6 separate regions of the Mus musculus genome follow, and regions 2, 3, 4, 5 and 6 are each linked to region 1. A link is a contact called in public ChIA-PET, Hi-C, Micro-C and promoter capture Hi-C data. All regions are on one chromosome and are shown on one strand. Each heading gives the region's core, a stretch centred on a gene start, on an enhancer-like site or on the middle of the called end of the contact. The rest is flanking DNA. Distances are from core to core; before and after follow the strand shown. Region 1 holds the start of Nadk (NAD kinase). Region 2 holds the start of Rer1 (retention in endoplasmic reticulum sorting receptor 1). Region 3 holds the start of Ube2j2 (ubiquitin-conjugating enzyme E2J 2). Region 4 holds the start of Pusl1 (pseudouridylate synthase-like 1). Region 5 holds the start of Cptp (ceramide-1-phosphate transfer protein). Region 6 holds the start of Aurkaip1 (aurora kinase A interacting protein 1).

The links. Hi-C and Micro-C count contacts between places; a contact is called where the count stands out from the background. ChIA-PET counts read pairs in DNA pulled down with a chosen protein or histone mark. Capture Hi-C pulls out chosen DNA fragments and counts their contacts.
Region 2: a Hi-C map of muscle stem cells shows a contact between it and region 1, with 4 times the contacts expected there. The contact joins the promoter of Rer1 here to the promoter of Nadk in region 1. A contact is called at or near these places in 2 of 39 promoter capture datasets (the C10 cell line and erythroid cells), 10 of 484 Hi-C or Micro-C datasets (B cells, centroblasts, cerebellum and 4 more), 4 of 115 datasets of contacts at active chromatin or transcription factors (bone marrow-derived macrophages, large pre-B cells, memory CD8 T cells and 1 more) and 2 of 9 other capture datasets (liver and pancreatic islet).
Region 3: a promoter capture Hi-C map of adipose tissue shows a contact between it and region 1. The contact joins the promoter of Ube2j2 here to the promoter of Nadk in region 1. A contact is called at or near these places in 1 of 115 datasets of contacts at active chromatin or transcription factors (memory CD8 T cells) and 1 of 9 other capture datasets (adipose tissue).
Region 4: a promoter capture Hi-C map of liver shows a contact between it and region 1. The contact joins the promoter of Pusl1 here to the promoter of Nadk in region 1. A contact is called at or near these places in 2 of 484 Hi-C or Micro-C datasets (CD4 T cells and embryonic stem cells) and 1 of 9 other capture datasets (liver).
Region 5: a Micro-C map of embryonic stem cells shows a contact between it and region 1, with 5 times the contacts expected there. The contact joins the promoter of Cptp here to the promoter of Nadk in region 1. A contact is called at or near these places in 1 of 484 Hi-C or Micro-C datasets (embryonic stem cells) and 3 of 9 other capture datasets (adipose tissue, liver and pancreatic islet).
Region 6: an RNA polymerase II ChIA-PET map of memory CD8 T cells shows a contact between it and region 1, with 31 read pairs. The contact joins the promoter of Aurkaip1 here to the promoter of Nadk in region 1. A contact is called at or near these places in 3 of 115 datasets of contacts at active chromatin or transcription factors (memory CD8 T cells, microglia and pancreatic cancer cells) and 1 of 9 other capture datasets (adipose tissue).

The regions. Positions count from the first base shown.
Region 1 is chr4:155,562,538-155,565,080 of GRCm38.p6, reverse strand. Nadk (NAD kinase) reads right to left here and starts at 1,266. Exons shown (of 12, transcript NM_001159637.1): 1 at 1,102-1,266.
Region 2 is chr4:155,085,086-155,087,628 of GRCm38.p6, reverse strand. Rer1 (retention in endoplasmic reticulum sorting receptor 1) reads left to right here and starts at 1,276. Exons shown (of 7, transcript NM_026395.2): 1 at 1,276-1,424. It overlaps Morn1 (MORN repeat containing 1), which reads right to left and starts at 1,052. Exons shown (of 14, transcript NM_001081100.1): 1 at 948-1,052; 2 at 137-208. The coding sequence starts at 1,023.
Region 3 is chr4:155,942,550-155,945,092 of GRCm38.p6, reverse strand. Ube2j2 (ubiquitin-conjugating enzyme E2J 2) reads right to left here and starts at 1,280. Exons shown (of 8, transcript NM_021402.6): 1 at 943-1,280.
Region 4 is chr4:155,890,498-155,893,040 of GRCm38.p6, reverse strand. Pusl1 (pseudouridylate synthase-like 1) reads left to right here and starts at 1,279. Exons shown (of 8, transcript NM_001033490.1): 1 at 1,279-1,410; 2 at 1,626-1,683; 3 at 1,802-1,989; 4 at 2,139-2,288; 5 at 2,372-2,542. The coding sequence starts at 1,334. Acap3 (ArfGAP with coiled-coil, ankyrin repeat and PH domains 3) reads right to left here and starts at 1,166. Exons shown (of 24, transcript NM_207223.1): 1 at 600-1,166. The coding sequence starts at 646.
Region 5 is chr4:155,868,166-155,870,708 of GRCm38.p6, reverse strand. It overlaps Cptp (ceramide-1-phosphate transfer protein), which reads left to right and starts at 1,269. Exons shown (of 3, transcript NM_024472.4): 1 at 1,269-1,542. Ints11 (integrator complex subunit 11) reads right to left here and starts at 1,142. Exons shown (of 17, transcript NM_028020.3): 1 at 989-1,142. The coding sequence starts at 1,016.
Region 6 is chr4:155,829,990-155,832,532 of GRCm38.p6, reverse strand. Aurkaip1 (aurora kinase A interacting protein 1) reads right to left here and starts at 1,264. Exons shown (of 4, transcript NM_025338.4): 1 at 798-1,264; 2 at 463-550; 3 at 1-181. The coding sequence starts at 517.

The sequences.
Region 1 (2,543 bases), core at 17-2,516:
GCTGGACCTGTAGCACTTCAAACAAGATGAAAAAGAAAAAAAATGAATAAAACTGCATCGTTTTTAATAAATAAATCTACAAAGAAGAAAATGCAGAAGCATTCTGAGATGCCACCTCCAAATGAAGAAGCTACCTGGTCATACTGTATATTGGCACCCGTGGCTGTCCCAGAGCCCAAGATGGGCAGTGTAAGTCACAGTGAAGTCACTGCTGAGGACAAATACGTTCAGAGGGAAGGTGCCGTGCTTTTAATTACCAAGGCGAGGATGCCAGCTTTCCGGCCCGTGGAAACTGACAGTGATACATGAAACCAATGAATATAAGTTTGAATAACACTCTTCTCAAGAGGCAAGCCAAACGAATAAGTTTTGAACCAAAACAGAGAGTTTCCCAAACAAGAAAGGAAAAACAAGTCGCTATTCAGAATCAATGCCAGGAGAAAGCCCATTGCTTGGGAGAGCTGGAAAGAGACGCCGGATCTTGGCCAAGCAAAGGCAGATCCTGGGACTGCGCTGGGCACGCCCTGTTCCCATAACGAAGAAACCTGCCAGAGGCCAAGACAAGCGGCCTGTGAGTGTGACATCCTGAGAGGCAGCAGCCTCTAGGAACATCTCCATGGACTCTTCAGGACTTTGGAAGCTCCTGGCAAGTACTGGATACCAAGTTTACGATGGGGTTTTGGAGAGTTTCACACCTCGATTGCTTACAAAACGCTCGTCTGACTACTTTGCCCACATGCCAAGGTCTCTGGCGCTTGCTAAGGCCCCACTGGAAGACCAATGGAGCCGATTCGGCTGCGGTGCTGCGCGCTGAACTGGCTTAGAACAGAACGGCGGCCTACATGGCTTCTCCCGGGACCCGAACCTCTGACTCGTCCCCCTAAACCCAAGGCCGGACCAGATCTTCAGACCTGTCCCTTAGGCTCCTTCCCCGAGACCACGCGTCATCCTGGCTGCAACCCACGTTCGGACGCAGGGAGGCGCGTCAGAGCCACCAGCGCCCGGCCTCGGGCAGGTGGGCAGGGCCGGCGCCGTGACCCTGTCTTCACGGGTCCCGGCCAGTGACGCCGGGCAGAGGGCGACCCCAGGCCCCGCACTCACCGTCGGCTGCCGCGCGCCCGCGTGGACGTCTACATGCTGGGCCGAGCAGGCGGTCCCTGCTGCCCTACTGCTACCTGGCTCTCAGCGACCCAGCCGCCCGCCACCCCATGGCCGCTCGGTCCAGAGACCGGCACCACCAAGCCCCGCTGCGCCGCGGCTGTCAGTGCGCAAGCGCAGCCCGCACGCATGCGCTGCAGGGCACGTGGGGAGAGCGGCGCAGCCGCACCTACACAGGCGTGCACGCAAACTTCGGGTTTTTCAAAACCCTTTGTAGGCCAAGGATCAGAGGCTGGGGGGTGGGGTGGGGGGTGGGAGACGTGAAGAGGGAGGGGCGAGGCAAAGGGGAGGCGGGGCCGAGAGGAAGTGGGCGGGACACAGGAGTAGGAGGCGGGGCAAAGGAACTGAAACAGGGCATAGCGGAATGGGATGGGGACAAGGAGCGGAAGACAGCACGGGGGGGTGGGGCCAAGGTTGGAGAAAGGGGAGGGGCAGACGGGTAGGAGAAGGGGCAGGCAGAGTGGGAGGGACAGGTCGCAAGAGGGCAGAGCTGGAAAGGGACGGAACTAAGGAGACTAAGCCGGAGGGAAGGGGAAGATCGGGAGAGTGGGCGGGGCCAAAGGGTGGAGGAGTCGGGGCGGAAGGGGAGGCGGGGCAGAGGGTGAGGGAGAAAAAAAAGAAAAAAAGAAAAAAAAAAGAGTAACCGAGGAGGGGCAAAAAGCTCAGTCCCAGCAGCAACAGAGAAAACCACCAGATTCTCTCCCTTTTCTTTCTTTCTTTCTTTCTTTCTTTCTTTCTTTCTTTCTTTCTTTCTTTCTTTCTTTCTTTCTTTCTTTCTTTCTTTCTTTTGCCTCCTTGCCTCGCGGTCTGATCTTTATTCCTGTCCTACGTCACACTCAGTTTGCTTTTTGCTGGCGAGGTCTCCAGGACCATGTGGACAACGCGGGCCAGCTTTGTGGGAAGGTGGGCTTCGTGCCAGGCTCCTGTTCCCACGTTGTTCTTAATGTCCAGCGCATGGACCTGGTATCTTTCAGAAGCAGAACTCGGGTGACAGCGCTCATATGGCTCTCAGGCCCACCAGCAGTGACCTGACACCCTTTGGCAACTGGCAAGGACTTGAGCCTGAAAGTAACAAACCTGACAGCTGGTTGATACAATGGTTCACTACTTTAATCCCAGAGATGAGAGCTCCGGATTTCTAGGAATTCGAGGCCAGCCAGGGGTACCATAGTTAGAGACCCTATCTCAAAAAGAAAAACAAAGTCTTGATAGTTGAGAAGCGACTGTGTAAATAGCGTGCCTCACCCACAGCTGTAAGGAGGGAAAGAGGGAGGCCACCGACTTTGTAGCTGAGCCAGGGATATGCTGAACTGGTGGACATGCTCGTGCATTGATATCCACCAGTGTGCACAGTGCACCAGTAGGTGTTTTCGCAGTCCCGACTC
Region 2 (2,543 bases), core at 27-2,526, 480 kb after region 1:
TGACTGGGTCCAAGTGGTAGTCCCAGTGTGCAGGCGCAGTACCAGGCTATGCTTGGTACAAGACTGACTGCCTCCCACACCTTTTCTCAGGAATCTGGCTCTGGAATGAGCTCTGCAATGATCACAGGCTTCTTACCGTGTTTCTTGCCTCCCTTCCATTCTCCTTCATAGCGGAAGAAAGAATTTGGGTATACATATACGCCATAGCCTGTGTTCGGAAAAGAAGATGAACATAGCAATGGTTTGCCATCAACAGACACAGAGATGGGGCAGCTCAGGGTCTGGAGTAGTCTGCAGGTCATTTCTCATCAGTCTCTTGAACATGACAGGATGGTTAATTGCTCAAGATGGGTGCTCCCTCTCCCTTGCTTGGGTTTTGTTACATGGATAGTACTGAGGGAAAGGCAGGCCTGGCCAGAGGAGGGCTAAGACAAAAGCTGATTGTAGGCTCTTTAAGAGGAGGCGGTGAGGGCACGGAAGCAGTCAACAAGCTCCGTGAGGATACAGCAAAGAGCCCACCCTGCCAGGACCGTCACTATCCTCCTGTCCCCACGGGACAAAAATCCACACTCACTCCTAATTACTCCTGGCTGCCTCATCTTTTATCACGCAGCCAGCTCTGAGACATCACACCCAACACCCATCTCTCAGTTCCTGAGATGGATAAGCAACCCCACTGCTTTCTTGCCAGCAAGTCGCAGCCTGGGACGGGAAGACAGTGGCACTAGCATGGACTCTGACCTCATATCGATCCTGTTTCTCCGGTTTTAGAACAACTTTTCATCAGACTGCATTGGGCGAACCTCGTGTGCTCACCCAGCCAGCCTGACCTCAGCTCTACCTGCCCCCCCTGACGCAGGGTCGGCTGGCCGTGAGCCTGCAGCCTGGACCACGCCTGTGGAGCACGCGAACGCGACGGAGCTCCAGCGGGGAGACGCAGCCCGTACCGTTTCGCGGCGGCAGTCTCGGCGAGTGCCGACGCGGCTGGAGCGAAGCCTGGTAGGGATCGCCAGCTGCCTCCATCTTGCCGCCAAAGTTTCCCTAGCAACCATAAAGCTGCCTTCCATTGGCCTCCGGTTGCCATGGGGCGTGGCCAGGAGACCATAACATCCGAAGCAGCGGCGCCGGATCCGGAGCCTGAGGACGTCAATGCGCCTGTGCACCACGGCACGTTTCCGCCAACCCCGTCCTTCCGCCGGGAAGCGCTCCCGCCAACGGCCTCTGCGTCCATACCGGAAGCGGAAATGGTTGGAGCTTGGGCCCCGCCCCGCGGCCATCTTGGCGGCTGGAGGCGCCGCGGGACGGAACGGAAGTGCCTGTGCAGCTTCCCGGATCCGGAGCCGAGCTCTGGCGGCCGCCCTGCCCGCCATCCTCCTTCCGCAGCCGTGAGGGAGACCGCGGCTCGGCTGCACCGGAGCTGCGAGGTGCTGGGGGTGGGCTGGTGGCGCGGACCTGGTCGGGCGGCACACCACCGCCTTCCTCTGGGCTGTCAAGGCCACGGGCGAGCCGGCGGGCGGCGGGCGGGCGGGGCCGGGCAGCGCCTTTGAGCCTGGCGAGGGGTTGCCAGGGGCGGGCCGATCTCCGAGAGGGGTGCGCGAGGGGACTGCTGAGCGCTGCCCGCCGCGGCTCGCGCGCCGCCCCGACCCCCCGGCCCCAGGTCGTGGAGGAAGGTGGCCTGTTGTTGCCTGCACAGATCCAGGCGGCATGTGTTAGGTGTCCTCTTGCTACCCCACTACCGTGTTCAGTTTCGGGGCACACGTGTAGGAATTAAGCCCGAGCGCGAAGACAGTTACTGAATGGATCGAAGGGGTGCTGGTTAAATGGGTCTAGATTATATGGTGACATTAAGGCAGTAAAATGTCCAGCCCTCCAGGCTGTACTTCCAGCGTGGAGCAGATAAGGCTACATTGTCTCCCTTAGCAGGGTATCAGTGCAAGAGGGCTTCATACTTCCACATTGAGAACCCCCAGTGGCTTTTCTTTCTTAGTTCTTAATAACAGATACTATCCAGGAGGTGGTGGTGCACGCCTTTATGTGAGGCAGAGGCTGTGAGTTTGAGGCTAGCCTGGTCTACATGGAGCAACCCTGTTGGGGGCGGGGGGAAGACTTAGAGACTAGTTATACGTCTTGGAACTGCCTGTTTTTTTGATGTGAGTTTTTTTTTTTTTTTTAACCCTCATTAAGGTGCTCAGAAGAGCATCAGTAAACCCATACTCAGCCCCTTAGATCCAGGTTGTGTGTTGGGGAACTGGTTGCGGTGGAGGTAGAACATAGAGAAAGGGCTGGGGATGATCCAAGATGATCATTTCCCACCCCACCCCCAAAGGTGAGAGGGGCCCAGAGAGGGAAGGACTCAGAGGGGCAGGGTCTGGAAGGGTTGACAGGGAACAACTCTTGAGGCATGCAGGTGCAAGAGGCAGCGACCCCCAGATGCTGTGCAGAGCGCTTTCTTCTCTGTGGTGTATTACTAATTTAGGAGTGATGGATTGCAGAAACTAGACAAATGATGGGCTCCAGAACACGGGGGTAATGTTCTGTGTGTG
Region 3 (2,543 bases), core at 31-2,530, 380 kb before region 1:
GCCAAGGTGGTAGTTCTTTTTCCTTTTGGACATCTCTCTCCCACAACACTCCACACAGGTTAGGTGACGGTGGGGAATTAAGACCTTGGCCTGACAGATGGTCAGAAGGGCACATGACACACCCAAGGCCAGGATTTTCAGGGAGTTTTACCTTCTCCAGGATTACTCCACGGGCTGAAGGAAGCCAGAAGCTCACAATAAACAGCCTTAGCACCACTTTCTCACACACACCGAGAACTGAACTGACGCCGAGTACAGGAAGACAATGATGTTGCAGAGGACTGACTCCAAGTTCTAGGAACCTAGACCTATCTCCGGCTGAAGATCATACGCGGGACTTTATAATGAAATACAATCCTAAAATCCTTTTTCCCCCCCCATTACACACACCTGGCCATGAATAAAGCCCTGTATCACTACTTGCAGAAAGGTACATTCTTATGCACTTGTTAGCTTACAGTGAACTCTGCTCTTTTCTCTTCCTGGTCTATCTGGATCTGATGACGTTGAGAGCTTGACTGAGGTTAAACACACAGCTAAGTGATGATGTCCACTAAGAAGGAAGTGAGGTCACTGGCTGAGAGTCCGCAGTTAGCAGAGGTGGAGAATAAGCATCGGCCGTCCTCACCCCGACCCCCGAAACGGGCCCAAGCCCCACTCTTACTGCCCAAGGTTTTGTTGCATTACCCTCAAGGGCGTAACCGCGGACACGCTCGCCCCTGTTGGGGTCTATTAAGCAGCCTGGGGTTCTAACTGATCGCGATGAAAGGGGGCCACTCAACGGCTACCACCCCACAACAAACTCACGGGATACGTTTTTTTAAAGATCAAACCTGGCTCCTCCTCGGAGTCTTCCGAGCGTCCGTGAGAGAATCCGCCGCGCGGCAAACAAAACCCCTAACCCGCCCCCGACAGGAACCCCGAGCGCCCTCAGTAACCGACCTCGGGTCCGGGCACAGCCGGCGACGTAACCAACGGGACCCGACGTGTGGCGTCCCCGCGTCCCCGCCCGCCGCTGCAGCCGGCTCCGGCGGGGCGAACGAGCGGCCCGAGGCCCCGCGCAGCCCGCGAGCGCTCACCTCTCCCTGAGGCCGCGGCCGCGTTCAGGTTCGCCGTGGTCGAGGCCAGAGCAGGGTGCGGAAGAGTGGGGCCCGCGCCGTGAGCCGCACCCGCGCTGGGACTCGGCCCACCGCACCCGCCGCAAGCAGCCTCGCCGCCGCTACCGCCGCTCAGCCTCCAAGATGGCCGCTCCGGGGACGGCCTAGGCCCGCTTCCGCTTCCGCTTCCGGTGCGCTGTCCGCGGGTGGAAGCGCTCCGCTAGGCAGCTTGGTGGAGGCTCCACTGTCAGTTCCTAGCTGGCTCAGGTCAGTCTCGGGTTTTTGGCTAATGGTTGTGTCCGGCTACTGCGCAAAGGGTTGCTGACGCGTGCGCACTAGAGAATAGCTCGGGGGAGGGGGTTGTGGCTCCTGTGTCGGGAAACTGGGCTAGACACTCCCAAGACTTCGTACTGTCTGGCCGGCACTCCAGGAACCAGTAAGTGGCTGCAGAAATCCCGCAGTGCTCCCGACCCCAAATCAGGGCCAGTCAGGGAGGCCAGCCCCAGAGAAAAGATGACCCATGAGTTCACAACGAATTAGGGCCACCGGCCACCTTCTGGCCCAGGATGCACTCTTGTCTGCTCTAAACACAGTTAAATTCCGAGCTGGAGGTTCACTCAGTTCTCCCTCGCTGCCCCTATAGCCACGAAGATCCCCGTGTACGGAGCCAATGATGGGCATAGGCGTATCCCGCACTCCAAGCCCGCGGCAGACCCCCAGCCCCGGGAACAGCCGTCCTCATAAAAAGAGTCCCTGTGTTTCCGCACCAAGTTTCCCAATCAGTTCTTGAATACCATCTTTATGCTCGAGGACATTGCTCTAAGACGGGTTTCCCCTCTCCCTCCGCCTCCTTCCTGGCCCTGGGGAGGGGAGGCGGTACAGCTTGGTCTTTTGGCCAGACTATCTGGCTGGTGCTGAGACAGGAGGCTGCCAGTAGGGATGTTCTAAATACTAGTTTGGGCCCTGACAGCTGGAGAATCTGGGCTGAGGAGGCTGATAGAGATCCAGACTTCTCCAGCTCTCCCTGCACACACTGCTGCCTCACTGTTGCATTCCTAGAATCGAATGCTAAAGTTTGTTCTTATGTTGGTGAGATAACATCACACACACACACACACACACACACACACACACACACACACACACACACCCTGCGTCCTTGACCCAGCACCTTCCCTTCATTTGCCTGTGAACTCTGTGTACAGGTTCCAGAAAGCCAAGTCAGATGTGGTAGGTGTCAGTATTCCGGGTTACAACACACTGGAAGAGAGACACTGCAGGATGAATTAAGGATTCTTAGCAGCAGGAGGCTCAGCCTTTGCAGGACTGAATCCAGAATCCACATTGCAAAGCCTATATATTGTTACACAACAGGCATTTTTAGACCCGGGCGGTGGTGGCGCATGCCTTTGATCCCAGCACTGGGAAGGCAGAGGCAGGCGGATT
Region 4 (2,543 bases), core at 30-2,529, 330 kb before region 1:
CCATAGGTGAATAAGGCCCATACCCTTCCACCTAAACACGACTTCCTCATCCTTACAGCCTCTACCCCTTCAGGCTCCTGGGTCACTCATACATCCGTTAACTCTCACCAAGGTGTCTATCTCAGGCCCTGATGGCTCCGGCTGGTTGCACCCATACACTGCTCTGGACATACGGATCAAGATAGAGACCAAGCAGGGTGCCAGACAATCCTAGCCAGAATTGGACTACAGGGCCAAGGAGGAGCCCAGTACTTGTGGCACACCAGAGCATACACACAAAGAAGGGTGGACAGTTCTAGAGATGGCACTGGACGCAAATGCCCAGTGACACACAGCTGCCCAAGGCGGTCTGCACACTCACCCCCGCGCGCGAGGTGATCAGCACAGGGGCGTCTTTTGTTCCGGTCCCCCGAGGCCGGAGGCGGAGCTGCGCAGCTAGGGGACCGCGACTCCGGCTCCCGCCGGTTTGTCCGTGCCAGGTCTTCTGCTCCGTCCAGGTGGACTCGGAGCGGTCACCACGCTGGACACCCCTTGCCCGCCTCCGGCACAAAGGCGGCTCCCCATCCCCGCCCGCGCCCTACCCCGGGCCCGCAGCACACCTGAAGCGCGGCGAGTCCTTGATGCATTCCTCGAACTCTACCGTCATGGCTGCGGCGAGCGGTGCTCACTGTGCGGAGGACCAAGGCGCGTCGAGCGGCATCCCCGGCCCGTGGACCGTCTGTGGCGCCCGCGCCGAGCTGCGCTCCGCGCCCGCCCGCCCGCCTGCCCGCCTCGGTCTGAGCCCGGCGCGCCGCGGCCCCGCCCCGCCTGTCACCGCTGGGGAGCGTCGCCAAAGTCAGCCTCTGCCTGCGCCACCCGCTGTCACCTCCGGGGAGCGTCGCTAAAAGCGCCGCTGCATCCCCTCGCCTGTCGCTGCGCTCTGTCCTCGGTCACCACGGTCTGGGAGCTGGGCCGGCCTCGGCGGTTGGGCTTCGGAGTGGTTTGGCTCGGTCGCGGGACAGGGAAGGGCACGGCTCGCCCACTTCAGGCATCACGGCGGTGGTGAACTCGGCTGGAATGCTGCCGACGGACACACTCCGCGACGGCGGCGGGGAGATCGGGAGTGAACGAATTAAGGTCGCTTGTGCGGAAGCGACCCATCATCGCGCCCCTGTGAGGCCGAGGACAGGAAACATAGCCGGCTCTAGAGGACCGCACTTTGCACCCGATCCCTAAGCTTGGCTCCGCCCCCGCCTCTCCATTCAGGCGGGGCGGACCGAGTCAGTGCGCAGGCGCCGTCCCTGCTGGGCTGGGTCGACCGCGGGCCACGTGCAAGCGCCCCGCCCGCTCAAATATGGGCTCCTGCGGGGCGGTGGGCTCGGTGCGTGCGCGCTACCTTGTGTTCTTGCAGTACTTGGGCACTGACTTCAAGTACGTTTTCCCGCTGTTACCCCCGCGTTCTCCACTCGGCCTCGCGGGAAGTCCGCGAGGTGACCAGGACGGGCGCGATCGGTCTCGGGATGCGGGATTTTAGGAGCCGAGGAACACAGTGGCCTGCACCGAACCCACGCGCCTGGGCGCCGAGACCCCTGGCGGGACAGCGTCCACAGACACCGCAGATAATTCCTTCCTGTTTCTCTCCGCAGTGGGGTTGCGGCCGTGAGGGGCAATCCGCGCGCTGTTGGGGTGCTGAACTTCCTGGAGGTGAGGACCGGTTTGGGGAGGAAGAAGCAGTCGGCAGCTCCAACCCCTACCCACTCTCCTCCTCCTATTCCACGGACTCCGGCCATCGATGTGGCAGCCGCCTGTACGGTTCCCGCAGGAGGCTGCCAAGCGGCTGAACTCTGTCGACCCGGTCAGGTTCACCATCTCTAGCCGCACCGATGCCGGGGTGCATGCCCTGAGCAACGCGGCGCACCTGGACATCCAGCGCCGCCCAGGGCAGTCGCCTTTCTCCCCGGAGGTCGTGGCCAAGGCCCTCAACACCCACCTGAAGCACCCGGCCATTCGGTGAGCCCGGGGTTTTGGTATGGTTCTGGGCTTTTTTTTTTGTCTTTTACCATTGCACCCCACTGTGGTGGGAGGCAGAGATTTCCATAGTGCTGTGTGGACAGTTGGGCATACTCATTCCTGGGATGAGCCAGATCTGCTTGCCACAGTGTACTGAAGGCCTTCCGAGTGCCCAACGACTTCCACGCTCGACACGCAGCCACCTCCAGGACCTACCAATATCGTCTGGCCACAGGCTGCTCCTGGCCTAATCAACTGCCTGTGTTTGAACAAAATGTATGCTGGGCTCTGCAGACAGAGTGAGTGAGCTAAGAATGGGAAGAAAATGGCTCACCATCCATCTGCCTGGGCTCTCCTCAATAATGCTCATTTGGCTCTGCAGGTACCTGGATATGGCGGCCATGCAGGAGGCTGCCCAGCACCTCCTCGGGACACATGATTTTAGTGCCTTCCAGTCTGCTGGCAGCCCAGTCACAAATACTGTACGCACACTTCGAAGAGTCTCAGTGTCACCTGGTCCAGCCAGCCCATTTGTCCTCCCCGAGGGGAGCAGG
Region 5 (2,543 bases), core at 20-2,519, 310 kb before region 1:
AGGGCTACACAGAGAAACCCTGTCTCGAAAAACCAACCAACCAAACAAGACAAAAAAACAAAAACAAAAAAACAGTATGAGAAGTTGCGTCTGCTAAGGCCCTGTGATGCAGTGAGTTGAGAAGACTCGAAGTTTTAGCCAAGATGACCTAGAGACCGGGACCATGAATAGGAAAGTGCTCCCCACACCCTGCACACATGCAGGAAGTAAAACCCAGGGACATTTGGGAGGTTCTGAAACCCCAGGTTTTTTTCTTTGTTTGTTTGGTTTTTCGAGACAGGGTTTCTCTGTGTAGCCCTGACTGTCCTGGAACTCACTCTGTAGACCAGGCTGGCCTCGAACTCAGAAATCCGCCTGCCTCTGCCTCCCAAGTGCTGGGATTAAAGGCGTGCACCACCACCGCCCAGCGAAACCCCAGATTTCAAACGGTTGTTTTCTCTTTCACAGCCATCCTATGCTATTGGTGATCTTAGAGGTCTAGATCTATGTTTTCTACGATGAACAAATATACTTTTAACAATTCGGGATAGACCAGACACAAAGACTGGTTACTGATCTGAAGGATAGCAAGCAACCTGAACATGAAGAAGCGCTTGGGGGTGGTGGTGGTGGTGGTAGTGGTGGTGAGCAGAAGTAAGAGGGGCTTTGAAACAACCGTCCAAATGCAGGAGCGGAAAGTCGCCAGGACGATTTCTGTGCTGGATTCAACACCACCGACAGGCGAGGCTCATTTCACCTCACGACCATCGTAAGCAGCCCAGGTACAGAAGCTGGCCCTCCGTGACTCATATCGAGCTCTAGGACCAGGAATCAAACCCACATCTCGTCGACCCCCCGTGCCAGACAGAGAAAAGGGAGGCACTGGCTCTGAAACTGTCTACTCCGGCTTCCGCTCCCTGGGACGAGCAGATGATCAAACGGCTACGGAGATGAAGGGACCCATCCGACTCTCCGGACGCCGCGGAAGATGCTTAGGACTCGGACTCACCCAAGGGAGTGACCCTAATCTCGGGCATGGTCAGGGAGGTCGCCTCGAACCACGGCTCCACGGCTCGCGTGCACCGCCCGCAGGAGAGCCGCAGGCAGACCCCGCGCGCGCTCACATCAGACGCCCGGCCGCGGCGAGTCCCTCCGCACTGCGCGCAGGCGCAACCGCCGAGACCGCCCCCTTCCTGCCCTCGCGCCGGAAACGCAGGCGGATATGTCGAGTTCTAATTGGATGATCAGCAACCAATTGGGATGGCTGGCGGGGCAGCGGAGGGCGGGGCAGAGGCTGGACTTTGGGTTGCAGCTCCAGGTTTCTGCTCAACCGCAGGCTCCGAGCTTGAGGGGAAAGCATGGGGACGGGGACCCTTACCTGACGTGAACCAGGCGGCAGAGCCACGTCTCTGTACACCACCGGGGCGGACTGGCAAAGAATCGTCTCCCACAGCAGCCTAATTGTAGCTTTGATCAACCCTCCCCATCGCTGGCCTCTGCTGCACCCTTTGCCCTCCGCGGGAGTAGAGACCACCACTCCCCCACCATCGGAACCCATCTCAGGTGAGATTTGTAGACTTCTCTGCACCACCCTGGCTTGCTGCTACGCCTAGGTGTATGCTGGGTGCCAGCTTGTGGGCCTTTGCCCGGCTGTCCATCCTGTTTAGCTTGATCATCAGAGGGAGCTGGATCACCTTCCGGGAGCTGGCGAGCTGCTCTCCCTTCCTGTTCTTTCCGGGTTTACCGCGGACAGTTCTAAGAGGCTACTTGGCTCAGGCTCTGGGCAGGAAGGCCTGGCCGCAGGATTGTTAGGTGGCCAAAAAAGAACTGGGGTGAGGGGGGCGGCATAGAGACTATTGACCCACGGGACAGCAAACAGGCCGAGGGTGTATCGCAAGATTCTGGGCGTCGCCAACTTTGAGGCCCAGGCGGGGCTGTCCCTGACACCTAAACACAAGGTGAGCCCATCTCCTAAGTCTGGAACTTGCGACAGGCATCCAGTCCAACCCATGAGGCCCTGTCACCATTTACATGGACCGGGGAGACATGTAGACCACACTCCCAGAGCTGAAGGACTGAGACCTAGGACTGTGTGAAGGAAAGAAAAAACTTGCACACAGATACGTTGCACACTGGATAGGGGTGGGTTTTTGAAGGCCTGATGGTACAGAGGTTAAGGCAGGAATCCACAAGAATCTCCAGGACTGGTGGTAAGTGTTGGACATAAGTGTAATGCAGCCACATCCCACAGAGTTGGTCCTGGACATCAAGGCAAGGCTGTTAAGATAGCAGGAAAGGTAGGGACTGGGTGCTTAGAGTGACCCATCCAACATGTGAACACAAAAGGAGCCTAGTGGCACAAACTTGTAGTTCTAGCTACTCGGGAAGCAGAAAGATTGAAAGTAAAAGGCCTAGTTTGACATGGTGGCACACACCTTTAACCCCAGCACTTTAATCCCAGACAGGCAGATCTGAGTTCAAGATCAGCCTGATTTACAGAGTAAGCTCCAGGACAGCCAGGGTTACACAGAGAAATCTTGTCTTGAAAAAACAAATTAAAAAAG
Region 6 (2,543 bases), core at 15-2,514, 270 kb before region 1:
AGCCAGCTCTCTAGAGGACTGATGGCCATCTTCCTGGGGACCAGGAACTCCTCAAGCTCTGACTGGGTCCTCTTACCAGGGAGGGAGGCAGCCCGACTTGGGCTTGCAGGCTGCAAACTGTAAAGGGGTCGAAAAGCATAGCTGCCAATCACCCCGGAGCCAGGGCAGGAACGACTGAAACCTGGGGAAACAACACAGTTGCTACTAGTGCCATCACAGCAGATCAGAACACCACTACTACCCAGGCTAGGGCAACATGTAGACCCAAATGGTAAGGCCTGCCCCTTATCCTTCCGTCTGGAGTTGTGATGTGCTCCTACATACTACATGCAAGCTCGCAGGAAAAGGTTTGTGCCCAGGCTCTTATTCCCAGTAGCGACAGGAGACTACTGAAGGCGAGCTGGGCCGCGATGATTCCCATCCCCAAGTCAGGTGTGGATTCCGCGTCCAGGGGCGTCTTACCTGCCCAGGGAACAACAGTCCTGGCCAGCCGTGAAGTCAGGCGCGCCAGGAACATGGTGAGCAGTTGGTCCGGCGGCAGCGCTCAAAGCTAGAACACAGGAACCAGCTGAGGTCACGCAGCGGCGACGGGCAGTGCTCTCGGCCGCAGGCCTCGCATATCCCATCACCCTGGGTCCCCCTGACCCGCGATAAGGAGACATCTTCAAAAGTCGCTCTGAGCGCAAATCCTGTCCCTACTTCTCTCCACCAGCGTGGTCGCTGTAAGCCGCCCACCCACGGTTCCCGCTCAGGCAGCGAAACCCACAGCGCAGGACGATATCGACGCTCGCACGCACCAAACAGACGCAGGCCAAGCGAGCTCCGCCGCCGCTCATCATCTGAGCCCCGCAACAGGCCCACCGAATCCCGGAAGTTAGGACCGATCAGGTCGCCTCTGACCTCGACCACTTCCGGTCCCTGGTCCTACGCAGCGCCCTCTGGTGCCCGGCTCTGCGCTAACTCGATCCTTGCGTGCCCGAAGGCGATCGCTTCCGGTTGGAGGGGACGCTTCCCCTGCCGCTGTTGTCCAGCAGCAACAACGTTCCGGGTAAAAAGTGCCCACACCCGACACCCACCACAATCCCGGAGAGTGCTCTCTGCGTGCACGCGGACTTTACAGTATATATATATATATTTTTTTCCTTTCGTCTCTCCCAAGCCGGTTAGCCTCCGGGTACCGCCATGGACCGTAGGACTGCGGAAGTGACAAGTGGCGCTCCTCCTGTTAGGGCGGCAGGTCGTTTAATAGTCCTGTGGGATAGGCTGGCTGCAGAATGGGGCGCTCTGCTTCTTGAGGCCTCAGAAACTCCGCCCTGTTCCTGCTCCGCGGTCCTACCCTGCCGCTAATCTCAAGTGAAAAAAGTCCTAATTTCTTTAGTGTGCCCTGAGGAAAAAAAAATTTTTTTTAAAGATTTATTTATTTTTTATTATATATAAGTACACTGTAGCTGTCTTCAGACACTCCAGAAGAGGGAGTCAGATCTCATTACGGATGGTTGTGAGCCACCATGTGGTTGCTGGGATTTGAACTTCGGACCTTCGGAAGAGCAGTCGGGTGCTCTTACCCACTGAGCCATCTCACCAGCCCCCTGAGGAAAAATTTAAATATCCTCACACACACGTTAATTTTTATCCCAAAACTTAAAAGCAGCTTCTTCAGAATACGGCTGCTGCTTTCCTTGGCAAGAGCCTAGCAATCCACTGCACCTCAGTGTGGACCAGAAAGTCCTGCTGGCTCCGATGGACAGGGGTGCAAGACTAGGGTTCTCCTTCATTTGAGAAACTACGTATGCCTCGCATGAGGGATTTCTGTGGATTCTTAACACAAAGTGGCCAAATATCTCATTCTCAGGCATTAACCTAGCTAAAGTTACATAAACCAATAAGAGGGCAGAAATTGCAGGCTGTCGTCCCAGCTGTGTAACTGAGGTCACAAAGTGATGTTGCGTGTACCCTACCTTCGAGAGGGGATGCTGGAGATATTTGTCTTTTCTAATGATGTTTCGAGAGGGGAGGCACAATGTGCACCTGCATATGCCACAGCACACATGGAGTCATTTCTCTTCTTCCACATTTAAGGAAGTGAATTCCAGGGATCTCATTCAAGTTGTCGGGTTTATGTGGCAAGCACTTAACCACTGCGCTAGCCCAAACAGGAAGGTTTATGCATTTTAGTCTGTCTTTAGTTCAGACTCTCACCCTGGGTTTAGCCACAAAAGGCAAATGGAGTCTCTAGATTCCAGCCCTCACCTTGGTGCTCCCAGTCCTCAACATGGCCAGCTTTTATTTGATGTGTTTCTCCTTGGATTGCATAACTAAAGGTTCAAGGAGATGAATAAAAGTAAATAAATCCATCAGAGAAATGGTCATGTTCACAACAACCCGTATCGGGACAGGTCTTTGTAGAGTCAGGGACAATAAGAGAAAGGGCAAGTGGAAACAAGTTTTGGAAAGAGACCAAGCAAAGCATCCTCCTTACACAATCCCGGGAACTAGCAAGTTTCTAGTCTTCCAGGAGGTGAGTAAAGCCAACCTTGTTAAGA